Regions from separate parts of the Sus scrofa genome. Here region 2 is linked to region 1. A link is a contact called in public Hi-C data. All regions are on one chromosome and are shown on one strand. The core of a region is the stretch at or near the end of the contact, and the rest is flanking DNA. Distances in the headings are between cores, read along the strand shown. Region 1 has its middle 19 kb from the start of COQ8A. Region 2 overlaps CDC42BPA (serine/threonine-protein kinase MRCK alpha).

What was found. Hi-C and Micro-C count contacts between places; a contact is called where the count stands out from the background.
Region 2: a Hi-C map of skeletal muscle shows a contact between it and region 1, with 7 times the contacts expected there. The contact joins two enhancer-like sites. A contact is called at or near these places in 22 of 47 Hi-C or Micro-C datasets (alveolar macrophages, blood, brain and 13 more) and 2 of 2 datasets of contacts at active chromatin or transcription factors (alveolar macrophages and skeletal muscle).

The regions. Positions count from the first base shown.
Region 1 is chr10:14,575,719-14,579,809 of Sscrofa11.1, forward strand. No RefSeq gene overlaps it. Among named protein-coding and RNA genes, the nearest start is that of COQ8A, 19 kb to the right of the region's middle. Within about 2 kb of position 2,818, at least 2 of the 83 cell types and tissues checked have an H3K27ac peak or open chromatin away from gene starts, as enhancers often do. A contact at or near this core is called in skeletal muscle, where this site is marked.
Region 2 is chr10:14,779,385-14,783,433 of Sscrofa11.1, forward strand. The region is part of intron 10 of CDC42BPA (serine/threonine-protein kinase MRCK alpha); the gene reads right to left. Among named protein-coding and RNA genes, the nearest start is that of CDC42BPA, 160 kb to the right of the region's middle. Within about 2 kb of position 2,082, at least 4 of the 83 cell types and tissues checked have an H3K27ac peak or open chromatin away from gene starts, as enhancers often do. A contact at or near this core is called in skeletal muscle, where this site is marked.

The DNA of each region.
Region 1 (4,091 bases), core at 1,568-4,067:
AATGAACAGTGACCAATAACTCTGCCATCTGAGAGGACTGCTGTTAACATTTCAGCATATTTTTTTCATATTTTTTCTGTGATTTTTTTTTTTTTTTTTTCCTTTTTAGGGCTGCACCTGAGGCATACAGAAGCTCCCAGGCTAGGGGGCAAAGCGGAGCCACAACTGCCGACCTACACCACAGCCACAGCAACACCGGATCTGAGCCTACGCTGGAGCTTGGACAACACCAGATCTTTAACCCACTGAGCGAGGCCAGGGATTGAACCTGCATCCTCACAGAGACAGTATTGAGTACCTAACCCAATGAGCCACAACGGGAACTCTGTGCTGATGTTTTACACATCACTAAGGGCATACATTCTCTGATACCTGCGTACTGACTTTTTCATTGACAGCATTTCATATGTGTTTTCTCGTTACATTAAACATTCTCCGAAAACAGTTTTGAAGCCTACATAATAGTTCATGGTATTAATGATGAGTAATTTATATAACCATTCCCCTACTGCAGTACTTTTAGGTTGTATCTAATTTTTTGCTACTATAAATAAAGTGGTGACAACATTTTTTTGTACAAAATAACTTTGCTCATAATTTACTTGATTCCGTAGCACTAACTTCCTGAGGAAGTGTTATTAAGCTTAAGGATAAGAATATTGTTAACAACAATTCTTTGTTAAAGAAAATGAAGTTAGCCTGGACCACATGTTGGCTCTTACTGGGTCAACACTTTACTTCTAAATGTTTGAAACCAGCCATTTGATAATCTGTAGCCACTCATCCCATCCCATATATATAAATATAAATATATATATATATCTTTTTTTTTTTTTTTGTCTTTTTCTAGGACCGCACCTGCAGCACATGGAGGTTCCCAGGCTAGGGGTTGAATTGGAGCTGCAGCTGCTGGCCTACACCACAGCCACAGCAACGCCAGATCCAACCGCATCTGCCACAGCTCAGGGCAATGTCAGATCCTTAACCCACTGAGCGAGGCCAGGGATCGAACCTGCAACCTCATGGTTCCTAGTTGGATTCCTTAACCCCTGAGTCACAAAGGGAACTCCCACTCATCCCATATTAATGTCAAGTTCACCGCTGGATACTTTTGAGATTCCTAGGTTTTAGTCTTGATGAAAATCAGGATGACAGCGCCTGCGTCTTTGGCTTCCAGCGACACTTGGGTTTGTCACAGTCTCCCAAAGATGATGTGAGCTTGTCTGCGAGCCCCCTCAGTACCCTGGGGGATAATTCATCCAGGTCAGAACATCTGAGCTCTTTTGGGGCATCAGGGTGCTGAGGTCTTACAACCTCCTTGGGTACTCGAGCTTCAGTGTCTCATGTCGAGATTGTTCCTCAATTTTCCATTCTTAATAAGGAACGCTGACGGAGTGTGTGGCAGAGACATTCAGCTGCAGGACAGTTTTCCTTCCTTCTGAGCGCGCCCCTAGACTTCACTCCCCAGGTTCCCCCACAGGTGGGCGTGGCCGTGTGTTTGGGTTCCAGCCAATGAGGGAGCGCGAGCAGAGATCTGTGTGCCTGGCGGGTCAGCCTCGAAAGGGGAATGGAGGAGACTCCTAGGAGCTTGGAAGTCACGTGACGAGGATGTGCGGGAAGGAATACCCTGCTGCCCCATTCACCTACCTGCAGGTGTCCTTGACCGTGGAACTGCTTTTGTCTTTTCCCTCTATGGGATCATTAGCAATTTAGAAACTCACTTGGTCCTGCTTGAGCTCTTTGATTCTTGTATCACAAGATCAGTCACACCTACCTTTTCTCCAAATACCTTGAGAGTCTCCTTCCTGAGTCTTGTTGCACACTGGACGGTCCAGCAAGCCCTTCCCAGCTATCCAGACTCCTGAGTGGCGCTGAGCTGTCTCTGATTTTCAAGTTCTGGGCAGACTGGCCTGTTTGTGCAGAATTAGATCCAAAATGCTGCTCCTCTTCGTTTTCTCTGCATTCTAAGGAATGGAATTGTTGTTTCAGCAAGAATTTAGCAGAAACCTGGAGTTCCCATCGTGGTGCAGCGGAGACGAATATGACTAGGAACCATGAGGTTGCAGGTTTGATCCCTGGACGTGCTCGGTGGGTTACGGATCTGGCGTTGCCATGAGCTGCAGTATAGGTCTCAGACGCAGCTGGGATGCCACGTTGCTCTGGCTGTGGTGTAGGCCAGCAGCTGAAGTTCCGATTTGTTCCCTAGCCTGGGAACCTCCATATGCTGCAGGCACAGCCCTAAAAAACAAAATAAAAATAAAAATAAAAATAGAAAGAATTTAGCGGAAACCGCATCACAATTTAAGGAGACTGAAGGGGGGGGGACAACTTTACAGCCACAACAGCCTGGTACACCAAAAGGTGGATCTTGCCGCCTGGAAGGGCTGATCTCCCACCTCAACAAGGTCTGAATGCTTGAGTTTGGCAGAAGGAATGGGAGAGAAATAAACGACTCTCCCGAATACAGTGAGGAGAATTTGGAGTTCCGGAGGCAGTCGGAAAGGGAAAGGCTAGGAGGAGAGACAAGAAGGCGAGGAGACGAAAAAGCCACTAAGTGGGACCGTGAGGGAGATGGCCAGCTGACAGAGTCCCCATAGGATGGGACAGCTAAAGAACTTCCGAGGACAGAGGTGTCTAACATTTAATCTGGAGTTATGTAGATCCTGTCCAGTCCCCTTGTTAAAGGGGTTTGCACAGCCTGGGACGGGACAGCACGCAGGTGGCAGACAGTCCACAAACTGCTGGCACTCGGCAGTGGCAGGGCCTCGGGGCCAGAGGTGACTGTGCACATGAGCCTCCTCCCACTTCCCGGGATGTGGCCAAGCCTTAGCAGGAGGGCTTTAGGCTCCCCCAGGCTGTGGCATGGACCCTGGAACCAATACTCTCTAGGGAGGTTTCACCTGACATCTGAGTCACACACCAAACGTGGCCACTGCTAAAAAAATAATGGTGATAATATAAAATTAAATTAAGAATTAAGTAGGTAGGTCAGGTATTTGGCACCTTAGAACCCTGAGGCCCAGAGAGGTTATGTGAGGTACCTCAGGGACCTGGTGTCACGGTAGAGCGGCTCTGATCTCAGGTTCTCTGGCTCCTGGTCCCTGCCTCCGTGCCCGGGAGGGGAGAGCAAGGCCATGGGGCTGGAAGCAGCATCATTCCTCAGGCACCGTGTGCTCCTGGTCCCTTGTGGGCTCAGCTCTTCCCTGAGCGGCTCCCACAGGGATCTGGGAGTTAATCAATAACTTGTTCCGCCCATGAGCTGAGCTCCCTGGTGGGAGTGGGGAAGATGTTCCTCCTGCTTGGGAGACAAATTTTCCTTGGTGAGGGGAAGCATGTGAGAAACAAACTCATTAATAAGCTCATCAGTGTTCATAAAATTTGTTTGTTTTTTGCTTTTTGCTTTTTAGGGCCTCACCTGAGGCATATGGAAGTTCTCAGGCTAGGGGTCAAATCAGAGCTACAGCTGCTGACCAGAGCCACAGCCACAGCCACAGCAATGCCAGATCCCCCACCCACTGAGCGAGGCCAGGGATCGAACCTGCATCCTCATGGGTACTAGTCTGGGTCATTACTGCTGAGCCACAACAGGAACTTCCAAGATATTTTATTTGACTGTCAGAGGTTGTCTTTGTTCCCATGGAAGGATCTGGGCCCCCAAATGAGAAGAATAAGCCATAGGTGGGGAGACACTGGGGCCATCCATCAGAGAGTATGTTTCTTGCCGCACTGCTTTCCTGTCCTCTAGACAGGGACGCGTGTTGACTGGTGAGAAGAGGAGGAGGTTTCTTGAGTGCAAGGGGCCCAGGCACTCCTCCTGAGATAAAGAGTCATAAATAGACCTCAGGCCTGACCTGGAGCCAGGCTCAGTGTCCTTGGGCTGGGAGGGCTTGCAGGCCAGGGCTCAGGTGGAGGGGCTGGGACCAAGCAGCTGCTGTGGAAATTTCCATGGGCCATCCACCAGCTTTTGGGAAGCTCTGGAATCCCTCTCAGCATGAGGAAGACATGGGTTATGAAAGAGGCACAAGATGTGGTCCCAGCTCTCAAGGAGCTTGGCCCCGGAGAGGATACTCAGGGACGCTTGCCCAGAAAGC
Region 2 (4,049 bases), core at 832-3,331, 200 kb after region 1:
ATAAAACAAATGTACTAAAGTTTACAGCAGAGATAGAGATAAATTATACAAAAATAACCATATAAAGGGCTATTATAAGGTTCTTACATTGTTTATAAGGTGGTAAAATAAAAACTATTTAAATGAAAAGACATGTAAAACCTAATGTGAAAAAAAGGGCAAAAACTTCCATAAGACTGAATATCCAAATATCCAAGTGGACAGTAAATACATAAAAAGATACTCAAGGATTTCCCGTTGTGGCTCAGTGGTTAACAAATCCGACTAGGAACCATGAGGTTACAGGTTCGACCCCTGGCCTTGCTCAGTGGGTTAAGGATCTGGCGTTGCCGTGAGCTGTGGTGTAGGTCGCAGACACAGCGCAGATCCCGTGCTGCTGTGGCTCTGGCGTAGGCTGGTGGCTACAGCTCCGACTGGACCCCTAGTCTGGGAACCTCCATATGCCATGAGTGTGGCCCTAGGAAAAAAAAAAAAAGAGATACTCAAGTTTATTACTTATCAGGAAAATACAAATTTAAAATCATAGCAAAACTCTACCATGCAGATACCAGAATGACTAGAAGTAAAAAAGCTGACAAAAAGCAAGTTCTGATGAGGCTATAAAGCAGGTGAAACTCATACATTACTAGCGATGCCGTCACCTTTGAAAGCTCTTTGGCAATATTTTCTAAAGCTGAAACTATGCTACCTACTCCTAGGTAGAAGAGATATCTAAGCGAAGTAAGTACATACCAACATCAAGATAAAAATTTAAGACTATTTACAGAAGCTATGCTTGTAATCGTCAATATCCAGAAATAGCTCAAATGTTCAACAACAGCTTGGAAGGTAAGGTCTGAATATGTGTCCCCCAAAAATACATATGTTGAAATCTTAACCCCCAAAATGATGTCATTAGGAGGTGGAGACTATAGAAAGTGTTTAAGCTGCAAGGGTGAAGAAGCCCTCATGAATGAGATTAGTGCCATATAAAAGAGAACCCACAAAGATCCCTCGTCCCTTCCACCACAAGAGAGGACACAGCAAGAAGGCACTAGCTATGAACCCTCACCTGACTATGTTGGCTCTTTGATCTTGGACTTTCAGCCTCCAGAAGTGGGAGAAATAAATTTCTGCTGTTTATAAACCACCCAATCCTGATACACCCTGGCTTGTATTTTTTTTTTAACACAAGCCAGAACAAACTCAGACATTAAATTTATTTTTAGTACTTATATACAATGTAACACTAAACAGTAGTCAAAAAAAAAAAAAAAACAACCTGCTGATATATATGCAACATGGAAAAATTATGTTAGTAAAAAAAAAAGAAAAAAGACACAAATGAGAACACACTGTATGAAATTCAATAACAGGTAAAATTAATTAATGGTGAAAAATTAGGATAGGATTTACTCCAGAATTGTAGGTTACAAACTGAGAAGGGGCATGGTGGATCTTTATGCTAGGCCTAGAAATATTTTATATACTGATTAGGGTGGAGGTTAAATAAAAGTACACGAATATAAATATTTATGGGGCTCACATTTAAAAGTGAGTACTTGTACACTTTATTACATGCATATCACCATTTAAAAATCAAAAGTAACACCGAAGTCACATCCTGTGAGTCATTTCTTTTTCCTCTCCCCTTTGACTCACAACTAATTTGACATCCGTAACTGAATAAAAGTTTTTCCACACAGCACACCAGGACACCTGAGAGATCCACCCACCTGTGCATCCAGAAGCAGGTACACTGTACCTTGGAGGAGGCTACAGATCCAAGGTATTGGCAGCAGTGACCTTTCTAGCAGAGTGGCTAGAATGTGAAAGTGGTGAGTGAAAGTTGGCCTGGCTACAAGGTCTGTAGCAGGAGGAACCCTGTAGCTCTTCAGCAATACTGGATTTGTGAAGGGGGCAGGGGGAGGGGAAGAAAGGAAAGAAGGCAGACAAAAGGAAAGGAAGGAATGCATTTCTTGCTATCTGCCCTCAGGTCTCTGAACACCTCCACCCAAAGCCCATAGTAGGTACTAAATATAGGCCTAGGCTCTGCAACAGTTTTGACTATACACAGGCTTCAAACTTCAGTGATTAGTCAGCCCCCAAGAAAGAGAAACCCCAAATTTTTGCTATAGCGCCACCTTCTGGAAAAGAAGGTCTTCTGATGCCAATCAACTGAACTTGGATTGAAAGCAAACAAAAGCCTTACCTAAATAAGGTGCTCACTACTTCAAATGTGATGACAGAGGCACATTTCACAAAACACTAGGAAAAATTACATAATACAATAAAAAAAGAAAATGACAATTCTCTAAGCAACCAACTCAAAGACACAGAATATTGCAATCCAGTAATGAAGAATTCAAACTAGCTGTTATGAAGAAATTCCACAAGCTACAAGAAATCCCAGAAAGACAACTCAATGGACTCAGGAATAAAATTAATGAACAGAAGAAGCACTTTACCAGAAAGACTGAAATTATAAAAAAGAATAAAATAAAAATTCTATAGGCGAAAAAAAACAGTAAATGAGATGAAGAGTACACTAGAAAGTAATGGAAATAGAGCACATGAGATGAAAGAAAGAATAAGCCATATAGAAGATAGGGACTTAGAAATGATTCAGGTGGAAGAGGAGAGAGAATTATTATTTAGTGAAGAAACCCTACAGGAGTTATCAGATTCTATTTAAAAAGCCAACATAAAGATAATGGATACACCGGAAGGAGAAGAGAGGGACAAAGGGGCAGTAAGTTTATTTAATGAAATAATAGTTGGGGAAAAAAAAACTGGACATAAAAGTCCATGAAGCTAACAAAATACCTATCTCAATGCAGAAACACATTATAATGACACATATTACATTACCAACACGCATTATAGAAAGCTAACAAGAAAGCAAGCCCATCAACAGAGGAATAGATAAAGAAGTGTGGTACATACACAGTGAAATATTACTCAACCATAAAAAACAAGAAAATAATGCCATTTGCAGCAACATGAATGGACCTAGAGATTATCACACTAAATGAAGGGAGTCAGAAAGACAAATATATGATATCACTTAAATGTGGAATCTTAAAAAAATGATACAAATGAATTTATTTATAAAACAGAGACAGACTCACACAAATTTATGATTACCAGGGCAGGGGGAGGGATAAACTAGAAGTTAGGGATTAACTTTATAAACTATTAAATATAAAACATAACAAGGACCTACATACACAGCACAGGGAACTCTACTTAATGTTCTGTAATAACCTATATGGGAAAAGAATCTAAAAAAGAATGGGTATGTGTATCTGTATAACTGAATCACTTAGCTGTACACCTGAAACTAACACAACATTGTAAATCAAATATACTTCAATAAAAAATAAATATTAAATTAAATAAGTCAATGCTTAAAAAAGAATTTTAAAGGCAGTCAGGGGGAAAAAAAGAAAGTATCCTGGAATTCCCTTCTGGCACAGAGGGTTAAGAATCTGGTGTTGTCACTACAGCAGCCGAGCTGCTTCTGTAACATGGCTAAAGAAAGTTTTTTAAAAAGTATCCTATGAAGGAGTTCCCGTCGTGGCTCAGTGGTTAATGAATCCGACTAGGAACCATGAGGTTGCGGGTTCGGTCCCTGCCCTTGCTCAGTGGGTTAAGGATCCAGCATTGCGGTGAGCTGTGGTGTAGGTTGCAGACGCGGCTGGGATCAGCGTTCCTGTGGCTCTGGTGTAGGCTGGTGGCTACAGCTCCAATTTGACCCCTAGCCTGGGAACCTCCATATGCGAGGGAGTGGCCCAAGGAAAAAAAAAAAAAAGTATCCTATGAAGAAATCCCCATTAGGCTATAAGCAGTAACTCTACAGGCCAGGAGAGAATGGAATAACATATTCAAAGTATTTAAAGATAAAACTTCCAGCCCCGAATACATTAACCAGCAAACAAAATCTGTGGGAGTTTACCAACACATTGTCTTATAAGAAATGATGAAAGGAGCTCTTCAAGCTGAAACAAAAAGATGAAAGTACACAAAACTCTGATTAAGATGATATGTGGGAGTTCCCGTCGTGGCGC